Linked DNA regions of Gossypium raimondii: region 1 is linked to region 2. A link is a contact called in public Hi-C data. All regions are on one chromosome and are shown on one strand. Each heading gives the region's core, a stretch centred on a gene start, on an enhancer-like site or on the middle of the called end of the contact. The rest is flanking DNA. Distances are from core to core; before and after follow the strand shown.

The links. A called contact is a pair of places that touch in the nucleus more often than the background predicts.
Region 1: a Hi-C map of leaf shows a contact between it and region 2, with 1.9 times the contacts expected there. The contact joins the promoter of LOC128040584 here to the promoter of LOC128040635 in region 2. A contact is called at or near these places in 2 of 2 Hi-C or Micro-C datasets (both in leaf).

Annotation. Positions count from the first base shown.
Region 1 is chr4:43,577,381-43,583,747 of ASM2569854v1, forward strand. It overlaps LOC128040584 (pentatricopeptide repeat-containing protein At2g36730), which reads right to left and starts at 4,587. Exons shown (of 1, transcript XM_052629670.1): 1 at 2,911-4,587. The coding sequence starts at 4,587. The coding sequence ends at 3,094. LOC105780066 (ATP-dependent zinc metalloprotease FTSH 6, chloroplastic) reads right to left here. Exons shown (of 5, transcript XM_012604173.2): 2 at 5,821-6,361; 3 at 5,424-5,737; 4 at 5,099-5,339; 5 at 4,620-5,015. The coding sequence ends at 4,674.
Region 2 is chr4:43,372,048-43,378,908 of ASM2569854v1, forward strand. LOC128040635 (mini zinc finger protein 2-like) reads left to right here and starts at 5,292. Exons shown (of 2, transcript XM_052629897.1): 1 at 5,292-5,456; 2 at 5,552-6,003. The coding sequence starts at 5,584. The coding sequence ends at 5,799.

The DNA.
Region 1 (6,367 bases), core at 3,337-5,836, 200 kb after region 2:
ATTTTGTTATCGTTGTCATCATCGCTATGTCCCTCTTTATTTTGCTCTTGGTTTCCTCCATCATTGCCTTTCCAATTGAGATTGGAAGACTCGAACTTGTCTTTCCTCGAAATAAGCTCAATCAAGGACTCCTCTACAATCATGGCTTTTGACAATTCTTGGGCCCCTTAACGTTTCAATTACTACTTAACCCATAGTTTTAACCCATCCATAAAATAGAAGAAGGCCTCATCCTCACTTAGATTGGTGATTTGAAACATCAGCTCATTAAACTCTTTCACATACTATTTGATTGTGTCTCGTTGTGAGAATTGACGTAACTTAGACCAAGCCTCATTCTCGACATATTGAGGGTAAAATTGTTCCTTGAACTCATTTTGGAACTCCTCCCAAGTTCCAATCGCAACCTGACCACGCTTTGCACCTGTGGACCTGTGGACCTACTTTTTCACTATAAAGAGCAAAGTCAGTAAAATATCAAGCAACAGTATTTACCTTAGCATCAACATCCTTGATGCCCACGGCACGAAAGTACCGTTCCATCTCCCACAAGAAGTTGTCTACTACACTTGTGGACCTTGTCCCCTTGAACTTCTTCGATTTGGGGACATCCATCTCATAGTTGAGTGTCACACCTAACATTCCTTTGCCCACAGAAGCTTAGCACAAAGCAAGCTCTCCCACAAGCTCCTCAATTTTTGTACTTAAAGCTCTCATCATGGCCATTGTTTCCTACTTTAAAGCCACTGTCATAGCCTCGAGAATATCGTCTCTCTCTATCAACTTACCCACAGTGGAATTAAGCATCTCTTGTATCTCCTCCACATTAGAACCAAAAGACTCCAACATCACTTTCTTGAGTTGTTCTTCCTTCGAGTCCAACTCCGCAGTGCGTCTCTCAACTTCCTCGAGTGTCTCCTTCATGTCCCCTATGGACTCCTCGAGGTTGACCACTCGTTCCTCCAAAGCCAACAGCATGTCCCTCGAACGACTTACTTTTTTGGCCCTCCCATAGGTCTCTATTGGCTCATTCTAATCAGCAACTTCTTTCGACATCTCAAACGATGCCTTTGCTACCTTAGCTCGAATACCAACTATTATGAGGCTAGACTTTCAGTCTCACAATCCGTGCAGCTTTAGGCAATTCCTTCGACTCAAATATATCTAAGTCAGCCTAACTTCCACAAAGCGAGGATTCTCGCAGAATTCCTTGAATGCACCAATTTATATAACGAAAGCAACTTAAGCCAAAAGAGTGCTCAAAAGAAGAGTATAATCACAAAAAAAAAACACGAAAGGTGTTTGACTAAATGCTCTCAGTATATTCTCTCTCAAAAAACACACAAAACAATGGATACAATGGGTGATTTACAATTGAGGGGAGGCTCTTTATCTATAGTTGAGCTCCCCTAAAACCTACGGACAAGATCGAGTTACATCGACAGACAAGATTGAAGCATATCTACAATAAAGGGATTTACATAATCTCCTAGATTACAAAATCAAATATTATTAGATTACATATCTTCTAATATTACTTTCACCATTTACCAAGGTAGCCCAATTTTCCATATTTGCCTCACTAAGCCATCAAGGCCTTAAGTAGATAAGCTTCATTGCTTGTTCTTTGAATTGGACCAGCTTTCGTGGGTCAAATTAGCCCCATTTAATATGTAGACCTCCATGGAACATCTTTTGAGTGACAGTGACGGGCTTTAAACTGCAGCCCGTGACATTATTATTTTCTTTTTTTTATTTCATGGTATTATATATTTATAGAAATTAAAACATTAACAAGTACTAAACGACGTCACTGAGTGAAAATAATTTGTAAAATTATTTTAACAAATGATTATTGGTGGAATGGTAAGAGATTTTTTTATTTGAATTTGTTGGTTTGTGTTTAATTCCCAAATAATGTTTTTCATTTATTTTATTTGAAATATTATATAAAAATGTTAAAAGACAAAAAATCTTTATAATAATATCGATTACCTTTTAAAGTAAGGGTATTTTGATATGATTTCAAAATTAAATTAGTGTAAAGTTGACTCGTGTTTTGGGTGTTTGCCGAAGCGTTTCTGACCAGCTCTTGGTGCTTGTCAATATTTCTTTTCTTTTGCTGCGTTGTGGAGCTGGGCTGCACTGGGTTTTCTTTAGGGTTTTTTTTCTTTTGTTTGCTTCCTACGTTCTGTTTGTTTTCGTTTTCTATTTGGTTTGATTTGTTCTATTTGGGCTTGGAATGCTTGGTTGAGTGTTGGTTTGGGTCCATTCTGATGTTGCTTTTGGTTTTTTAGACTTCTTAATGAAAGCTGGACTTTTTCTCAATATATATATATAGTATTAATTATAATCAAGACTTATTTGGAACAGTGAATTTTTTTTTTTATTTGACACCTATATGGTACGGATTTAAACCTTGCATCCCTCTTTTCCCTCCCTGATATTGTAACCAAAAAAAAAGTAAATATTATAAATTTTGACATATATATATAAGATTATTTATTCAATGCTAATGGAATAAAAAATTCACAAAATTCCTCACTCATAATATGTTAAAAGAATAAAATATTATTCTTAAACATTAAAATGAAAAAATTAAATTTTAGTCGAGTTGAATAGCCTTGAGTAAGGCTCAAATTTCTTACAACTTGAGCTATACTTAACCTAACTACATGTATATGTTCGACACAAGTAAAATCTTCTTTTTGGTAGAAAAATATAGTTTAAAACGAAAAATTTAAAAAGTTAAATTAGTAACTCAAAGCAAAAATATAATCTGCATCAATTAAAATAGGTGTTTTCATGTATTTGGAATATTGTATTGTTAAATTCATGTTCAAATATAATTTTTTAATAGGTGCTTTCACATATTTGGAAAATTGTATGTTTGAATATATATCGGGAGTGATATATAATCACATTTTAAGGATTTTAAGAAAAAAAAATAGGAATAACTGAACCTACCTACTTCCAGACGCATTGAAAGCAAGAAAAAATTGGGGCAAAGAAATACAGTACAAAATTGCATGTTGTACAATGAATATTTTCTATGTTCTTGAGCGAAAAAAGCTAACATACCAAGTAATTCAACTACGAAAGGCTAATCATTTTCATGTGTAAGATCAGAGTATGTAGCAATGGATATATATCATTGCAATGAAATTGAGAATCATACCCTGAAAAAAACCGATAAATCGAACCATTCAACTCGAGACAGCTCTCGCCAGCCATCTTTTTCAACCCTCCATCTCTCATAAACCTTCGGACATTTGCTGCTCGATCCCACATTCCGGATTCTGCATACATGTTAGCCACCATTACCAGATTCCCACTCCTCCTTGGCTCCAACTCCAGCAACCTTTTTCTCACCTCATCACCAACTTCGTCACTGCCATTAACATTATGAACGCTGCATGCACTTAGCAATGTCCTCCATAAAACCGGGTCTGGCTCGATAGGCATGTTGTTTGTGAAAGTGTAAGCTTCTTTCAAATGACCAGCACGACCCAAGATGTCAACCATGGCACCGTAATGAACCATCATAGGTTTGATCCCGTGAACATACTCCATTTCGTGAAAATATCGGAACCCGTCATCGACCAACCCGACATGGCTACAAGCACAAAGGACTCCAAGGAAAGTGACATAATTCGGTCTTATACAAGAACTTTTCTTCATCTCCTTAAAAAGTTGAAGGGCTTCCTTAGCGTAACCATGTTGAGCAAATCCCAATATCATTGCACTCCAAGTCCACACATTTTTCTCCTTCATTCTCTCGAAAACTCGGCTAGCATATAGAACATCTCCACTCTTTGCATACATATCAACAAGTGCAGTCCCCAACTGAAAATTCAAAACCAAACCTCTTTGAATAACTTGCATATGAAACAACCTCCCAAAGCTTAAGAACCCTAGCTCTGCACATGTTGAAAGCATGATCACCATCGTGGTTTCATCGGTATCAAAGCCACAATCCCTCATCTTAACAAAATACCCAAGCGCATCCTCAATGCAGAAATTCTCAACGCAAGTGGTTATCACCACATTCCACGAAACCACGGTTCTTTCACACATTTCATCGAACACTTTCTTTGCATCCATTATCTTCTTACAACACCCATAAAAGTGCACCAAATTGTTATCAACATAAACATCATCATCTAAACCATGCTTTACAATCTCCCCATGAACCTGTCTCCCTTCCTCTAGCGCTTCAGCCTCCGAGCACGCTTTTAAAACAAACGGGTAGGTAAGCTTATTGCGTTTAAGTCCTCGTTTGCGCATTTCTTTAAGTACCCAGATTGCGTTTTGGGGAGAATTACTGGAAGAGTAGCCTCGGATTAGCATATTCCATGTAGACGGAGTTGAATTGAGTGAGTTCATGAGAAGAGAATGCGCGTAGCTGAGGTTTTTGAATGGAGATAGTGAAGAGAATCTAACGAGTTCAGTGAGAAGGAAAGAATCTTGGTGGAGATTAGAGATGACAATTTGCGCTTGGATTTGAGAAACATGTTTGATCGAAGAACAGAGCGTTAAGAAAACCAGACACTGATGCTTCTTCGAAATGAAATTCCTATTAGACATTATGGACGGCAATGCTATTACTGCTCTGAGAATGAAATAATATATATTTTATAGAATAACGTGTAAATTTACATGTATATAGCGACTCAAGCGTTGATCATCTCACGAACAGGAGTTCTATCTACTTTTATTACAGATTCATCAACAAATTCTGACAGGATTGCTCTGAACTCATCTCCTGTAAGAGTTTCTTTCTCTAACAAAACTTCTACTAGCTTGTCAATGGCTTCACGGTTATTCCTTATATGGTTCTTTGCAATCTCGTATGCAGTTTCCGTTATTTTCTTAACCGATGAATCAATGTCTTCAGCGAGTTTCTCAGACATGGAATTCCTCGCGAGCATCCTTAACACAACGTCACTGCTTTGTACTGCAGGATCAGTTAACGCCCATGGTCCAATTTCTGACATCCCAAACTTTGTCACCATCTGTTGGAAAGTGAAACAAAAAACTTGTTAGCCACATTTGCGGTTCGACCCGACTCGACTTTAGAATAAGCAAGGATCCAAACCTGTCTGGCTATTTGAGTTACTTGTTGCAGGTCCCCTGCTGCACCAGTAGTAATCTCTGGCTCACCAAAGATTACCTCTTCGGCCGCTCGACCGCCGAGCCCTCCAACAACTCTAGCAAAGAGTTGTTGTTTTGAAATGAGATCTGAATCTTCAATTGGTATGAACCATGTTAGACCCCGAGCTTGCCCTCTAGGGATCAAAGTCACTTTTTGAACTGGATCATGGCCTGGTGTCAATGTCCTGTAAGTACAAAATGCTTATCAGAACCGCTATCAATCTCGAATTCCAGAGAGTATTGGAATATGTTTGCAACATTTTACTTACGCGCATACAGCATGGCCAACTTCATGGTACGCCACGAGAATCTTGCTCTTTCCATCTGTCATCTTTGTTCCTTCCATTCCGGCAACGATTCGATCGATCGAATCGTCGATCTCTTTCATCGTGATCTTGTCTTTGCTTCTTCTACCAGCAAGAATGGCAGCTTCATTCATGAGATTTGCCAAATCAGCACCACTGAATCCCGGTGTTCTCATGGCGATTACACTGAGTGAAACATCCTTATCTAGCCTCTTGTTGTCGCTGTGTACCTTCAATATTTCTTCCCTTCCTCTTATATCTGGTAATCCAACAGTTACCTGCACAAATTTTGGTAGAAATTGTATAACTCTCCATCGAGAATAAATAGGGATTAGAGTGTGCACAATCCGACAATGCTTACCTGTCTATCAAATCTTCCAGGCCTAAGCAACGCAGAATCCAGAATTTCAGGCCTATTAGTAGCAGCAATGACAATAACTCCAGTATTACCAGTAAAACCATCCATTTCAGTCAACAGCTGATTCAAAGTTTGCTCCCTTTCATCATTCCCTCCACCAATCCCAGTTCCTCTCTGTCTTCCAACAGCATCAATCTCATCGATGAACACCAAACATGGGGAGTTAGCCTTTGCCTTGTTAAACAGGTCCCTAACTCTGGAAGCTCCAACGCCTACAAACATCTCGATGAACTCTGAACCAGAAAGGGAAAAGAAAGGAACCCCTGCTTCCCCTGCAATGGCCTTGGCCAGCAATGTCTTACCAGTCCCTGGAGGTCCAATTAGAAGCACTCCTTTGGGAATTGTGGCACCAATTGCTGCAAATTTTTCTGGGGTTTTTAAGAACTCCACTACCTCTTGAAAATCTTTCTTGGCTTCATCAATACCAGCTACATCGTTAAATGTGACTCCTGTATTGGGTTCCATCTGAAATTTGGCTTTGCTCCTGCGT
Region 2 (6,861 bases), core at 4,042-6,541:
TGATATAGCATAGTTATGATAAAAACAAAAAAAAATGGATCAAATTGAATTAAAAATGAGAAAATGGGGCGAATTTTGAATAAACTTTAAAAAGGAGAGACCCACGTGAACGCGCGCGTAATAACGGAGGACCAAGAGGGAAATTATCCCGTCCTTCCAAAACGCAGCGCGACGGGGGACTAAATTGAAACGGACATCGAATATGCGGCCCCAATTTAAAAAAAACTGGTTTAATTGAAGCGCGTTGCAAAAGGGAGGGGTCAAATGCACAATTTCCCCTTTGAAGCCAAACGCGCGGATCCTCCCCGTCGGGTCGGGTCACCGAGCAGGTCGCACCTGGCTAAAACGGCGCCGTTTTGATCTGTTATTTAAAACAGATTTTTTCCTCTAAAACATCATTTGCAACAGAAAAGAGGATAAAAAAAGAAAAAAATAATAAAACCAGTGCCCCCTTTTGCTCTGCTAGGGTTTCGACCCTAGCATCCTTGCGCCGCCATTCAATTAGCCCTCTCACCAAAACTCCGATCACGACGGAGATGGCGGTGGCACGGCGTTTTCAGGTAAGTTTTCCTCCCTTTTTGTTATCTTAAATGAAATAAAATGAAGAATAAAGAAAATATTAAAAAAATGTAAATAAAAACGATGGTTACTGCAAAGAAAACTAAAAGAATCACCTTAAAAAACTCGTATTTTCTGTTCTTTATTGATTTTTTCTCTTTTTCTCTGTATTCTCTCGATACAATATCCGTCCCCCTTTTCAATGTACAGATTAGGCTTTTTTATAGCCTAAGAAAATACATTAGTTTTATAATATTTTTCTTTGTGGACTCTTAGTCCGTTCTTGCAGGTGTTCATGGAGAGTACGGCGCGCGTGGAGAGGGTTGGCTCCGAATCTTGCGGCGGCTGGAGACTGCTGGAGGCACATGCAGCTAGGGTTGCTACTGCTTCTGAATATTTGCTTTAGACTATGCTGAAATCGGGCTAGGGTAAAACCTAGGTTTTGGGCCAGTTAATGATATTTGGCTTGTAAAAATGGGCTCTTTATTTGGGTTTTTACTCTCTGTTTTGGTTCATTATTTTTTACACGTGGGCCCAGGCCGATTGGGCCTTATTACACTTGCTAATACTTTGAATGAATGCAAACCCATTTATGATATCAAAACTGTTTATAGTAGCATTTCTTAGAGGCTAGTTTGGAATGGATCAAAGAAATTGACTTCTCAATTTTAGTGAGATTAGATTGAATCGAATAAACTTGAAAGCATATGTTGAAGATTTAAGGCTTTCCCTAAGCTAATTGAAGATATTCAATATGCTTATTATATTGGTGATTTTATGAGAAAATTGCTTATAATAGATATACTATATTAGCAAGTTTGATTTCTTATAAATTGAGGAGACTTGTATAAGCGAGAGATTGATTGGAGATCACTTATTCATTTAGATTTAGGTGCAAAAGTGAGGCGTCTAATCTCATAAGTGTTAAAAATTGTAATCATTTGTTGTACGAGTTACTAATATAGTGAATTATCTTTCTAGACAAGCCTTTGCAAGCATAGGGAAATCAAACTATATAAATATATCGAGTGTTCATTGCTTTTTTTTTTTTTTTGGGGGTTCATCATCAGTGTTTGAAGCTGCTATCACTACCCGTAAACACTGCTTCTGATACTACTTGTATTTGCCTACCAAAACTTGCCTCTTGACACATCTACTAATTTCCTAGTGTTGATATTTGAAGCCGGGCAAAAAAGTTTTTAAAATATGGACTCCAAAATCAAATTGTAGTCTCAGACTTTAACCAAAATTTAGACAAAAAAAAATGCATTTACAATCAAACCCCCAACATTGGGTCCTAGTGGGCTTCAAAAATAGGTATAAGAACAATTTACAAAAGGCCTTAAACTGGAGCTAAAATGAGCCAAAACATGGGCTCTGAAATTGGACCAATATTGATTCAAGATTGGGTTGAGCACACAATTCACTAGAAATAATTGAGCTCAAAGGGGTGTAAAGACGATTGGATTTTCAGAAATAAATTTCCAAATTTAAAAGGGCTCAAAAGTACTCCTTTTCATGCATGGGTTAAGGACCAAATCCAAAAAGTTAGGCTCACTTGGGACCCAGAATTAGGTCTTCCAACTATTTCACCCAAATAAAAAATGTGTTGGCCTAATTCAACTTCCCTTCATATTTTACCCTTACATTTTGGTATAACAATTCTGGTCCCCAACATTTATAACCAAACCTTTACATTTTAATTTTTACCCACGAGACCCTATTTCATGAACTCAAAGTTCAATCAATCTTTAAATAGAACAGCCCAGTACATACAACTTATTCTTTGTTGTGCATTTTCTATACCTAATTATCTTCGACCCCTTTTTTCTATTTTAAAAACAAGACTTTTATCAGATGATTTCTTGATTTGATCCATGAACGCTTCTACTGATATGATTTTTTGTGTTAATGAAAATATGAATGAGCATGCAAATGATATTTGTAAACACAACTGACAATCTATGAGATGATTTTCCTGAATTAATAATATATCAAAGCTTGCTATTTTGTGGTCCAAATTGGAAAAGGGTTCTTAATTATTCGCAGTGTTTGAGATGCTTTTTTGCATAGAAGACAAGCAATGCAATAGGATAAAAATATAGTTTCAAAGAGGGTAAGAGTCTTTTTTTGTCAATTTGCATCAATCAACACAACTTTTCTATTTCTATATTAAGTTTTCCACTTTAATCTCTATTATTGGGTTATCTTCACCAAAATCGCTTGTCTTTGGTGAATCCCTAATGTTATGTAGATTCATTTTATTCTTTTAACTTTTTTTTTTCATTTTAAAATATTCATGTTTTAGTTTTAGAACTTGTTGTCAGTATTTAGCCTTAATAGGCCTACAAAATACAAAAGATTAGTTATTGATTCGTTCTAGTAGATACCTTAAGAATTGAACTAAAACCGACCTGCCAGGGTACCAAAATCTGATTAACTATATTTTATTTAAAATTGCAAATGAGATTATGAAATAAAATTGGAAGCCTAAGATGCTTTGTTGAAGACCTAAAAAGCCAAAATGAAACTATAGGCTTTATTAATTACTGTGGACATCTTTAGTTGGGTTGGGTTGGTGAGTGGCAGAGAGGGTCTCATCTTTTCAACATTTTAAAACATAATCATATACTTAAGTCTTTATCAATCCTCAAATCCATCCTTAATAAGTAAGTGCCTTTCTCCCCTTTTTATATTTTCTACTTTAATTGTGTTTTGTTAATTTCATAATTCCATATCCATACACTTAACCTAAATAAAATACCCTAACTAGTAGGACCAATGCATCTCTATTTCAGTAATTGCCAAACATTTTCCCCACACCTAATATGCAATTTTTTTTTTATATTACCAAAAGTCTGATCAACGTTTTTATTACAAAAAAAAAGAAGAAGAAAATTTTGATTTATGTCCTTACCTCTTATAATTATTTTTAAATAAAATATTGGTCATACCCACCTGGTGGATGGTGGTAATCAAAATTGGCAAAATTTGGCATGTTATTGCAACATCGCATAGTCTCCCATCGCTGTCCATACCGACATGACCTAACTATATGTCCATTGATGGGCAGATTTGCTATATTTCAATCACCAAACCAAGTAATTTTAAAAAGGATTTAATTTCCTTTCTTTTGGGTCTCAATACTTATTACTTGAATTGGGCCCAAGAAAAACACAAAAATAAAGCTACTAAACTTTTGTGTTCCCAAATATTCTCAGTAATAACACATAAGAGGGCCCATACATTTGAGTAAATATGGATACTTATGCTTTGCTTTTTAATCCCCATCTTTGCCAATCAAACAAGATCGAAGAGTGAAAACATCAAATATAACATCAATAAATATATTTTTAAAAATTAAAGTGAACATATTGAAAACTATATTCTCTTAGATTTTTTTTTATTATATATATGAAACAAATGAAAAGACAAACACACTATAATATAGTATTATAATATGTAGCTTGATTTTTTTAGGGTAAAGTGGGTGAGTTGGGGTTTTGTTTTTGAAACTTTTAACGATACTTAGTTTTATTTTATGACTTTTGGATATCATTTCGTAAGATTTTAATGTCGTATTGAAGTGAATGAAAAAGCATATTATTTTTGAAAATAATTTTAGATAATATTTTAAATTAATTGTGGAAACAAAAGCATCCAAATATTATGGGTAGAGATAAGTGACTGAGTTTTAACCATACAGCTTTTTAACCCAACTAGATGTGACCTCATGTATAAAGTAATTAAGGGTGGGTTTTCAAATTTATGAGATTAGATGTAGGTAAAAGACAGGAGAAAATTTTATAAAAAGAAGTAAAGGAGCTGTGTTTTAATTGATTTTATCTATAAGAAGAAAATTATATATAGATTGAGCAACCTCTTTGTCTCACCATTTTCCTAGTAGAAACCGAACAAGATACAAAAAATATCTTGATGCAGCAGCTTCATCTAAATTAAACAAACAATAAGTAATTCATTTCGATAAATAACATTAAACCACGTGGAAATGTTAGCATCAAATCCATGTCTTCTTCACAAATAACTTGTGTAAAGAAAAGAGGCATTGGCCATTACCAAATCCATCACGTGATGGTAAAAACAAAATTACGCAAACAAACGAGTAATGGGGGAAAGAGAAAGAGCACATGAAATCTTACTATTCAAGTCTTAAATTCGCACGCACATGTTGAATTAGAGTCATGAATGAAAAAGGTTAATGTATTTTCATACATACATCATGCAGGGCAATGGAGGTCAGATAACGTATATGCTGAAAACCTGTTACATGCAGTGTTTTCCCCCTACAGAATGACTCCGGTTTAGAGGTGACGGAAGAGACAATTGTTGCTGGCATCGTATCAAAGCACTGAGACAATGACTTTTAACATCAGTTTAGGGGCCACACAGTGTAAATTAGGCTTTGATCTATAGATATAAATTTTAAAGGCTATTCATTCCATTTTAAACCAATCATTGTTTTGAATTAAAGAAAAAGGTTTTATCATCATTTTAGGGTTTTCCAAATTAGCTTAATGGTAATATAGTTTTTATTCTATAATTAATCATAATAAACAACTATAATGAGTTGTTAAGGAAGTTGGACAATCTTATCACAACGACCATTCTAGGGTTCACTAGTGAGAAAAAGAAATAAAGAAAAGCAATACAATAATGATAATGATAATAAATGGTGTTTTGGGGTCTTATTTTATAATCAAAATTTAAAAACAATAATAGAGTAAAGGGATGTTATAAGCTAAGTTTATTAGCGATATATATACAAATTAAATATTATGTTCTAATAAGGAAGGTGTTCATGCTATAAATATATACACTAGGGTTAGGGTTTTGCCACAACATTAGCAGACTATAGCTCTGCCTCTTTTTGTTTATATGTTAGTACTCGTAATTTTCTCTTTATCTTTTTTTGATTTAATTCCACTTTCTTGGTCCCTTGGTAATTGATCATATTTGATAATTGTGGTTTCAGTTCTTCTCAGGGGATATAGCGACGCCAAAACGATGAAGCGAGTAGTACTGAAAAGGGTGGATCCACCAAGGCCCGTTACGACTGTGAGATATGTAGAGTGCCAAAAGAATCATGCGGCGGCTGCCGGAGGCCATATTGTCGATGGGTGCAGGGAGTTCATCCCCAGTGGAGCTGAAGGAACCGGTGCAGCCTTTACTTGTGCTGCTTGTGGTTGCCATAGGAATTTCCATAGAAGGGTTGAAAGTTAAGCTTGTTGGCCACTGTTCTTCGCCTCCATCTTCTAATGGAGCATAAAAATAATATATTTATATTTCAAACCTCTTTCGTTACCTATATTTTGTGTTATATATGTTTCTTGGAGGAAGGGTTTTTTTTCTTTTTTGATCTTAGCTTCTTTATCTATCTCATAAAGAGGTCAAAAATTAAAGAAATTGTGCTATGTTCTTGATGAAGGGGGGATTTTTCTTTTGAGTTGCTACATTAGAATTTGATTGATGGGTGACCTAGCTTTGGGGAATTTCATGATATATTGAACTATATATGAAATCATGATAATATGGTTTCTGGTATAACAGATGAAGTAGCCTAAACTCTAGGTGCAAATCATGATACTTAAAGTGTTACTAAAGCTTACTTGATAGCTCTGAAGAACAATCAGCTAATTAAGTATAAGCTGATGATTTTCGCTAACTAGACTAGGAGAATATATTTCTATCAACTTTAGAGCATCTTCTTTTCTTTTCTTTTTTAATTTTTAGTTGTCTCTGCATACGAAATTTGCTATAATTGCGAGGTTACATGCTGCGTTATTTGGTTTGATGCATATGGTAATCTTGAAGCAAGGGGAATATTGTTGTTCCACTTAAGCATGGCTTCGTACTAATTTGATTATGTTATTATTGTTAGTGCGAAATATCATATAATTTAATCTGTTTGAGATAGTATAAAAAATGTGTTAAAAATAAATAAAGGTATTAAAATAGGTAAAATGTAGATTGTACCATCTCTTCTTTATATCAACATCGTACTATCTCTTTAACATGAGTTATGAATGAAACTATTGCTTAATTTGTTTGTTTATGAGCAGTAAATTTCCTTTCAAACTTGTGCATTTGCAAGTATTTTCACTTAATTGAACTATGAAAATAAAATGAGTGGAACATTAGGGTTAAAGTAAGTTTTCGATATTTTTCAACCCTAATCAGACATCATGTAGATGATAATTATTGATGGTGAGTGGCAGTAAAAGTATTTTAATTTCGCCAAACCATGAGCAACATTATCTTGTGGTTGTGAGGGCAAAAATCCAT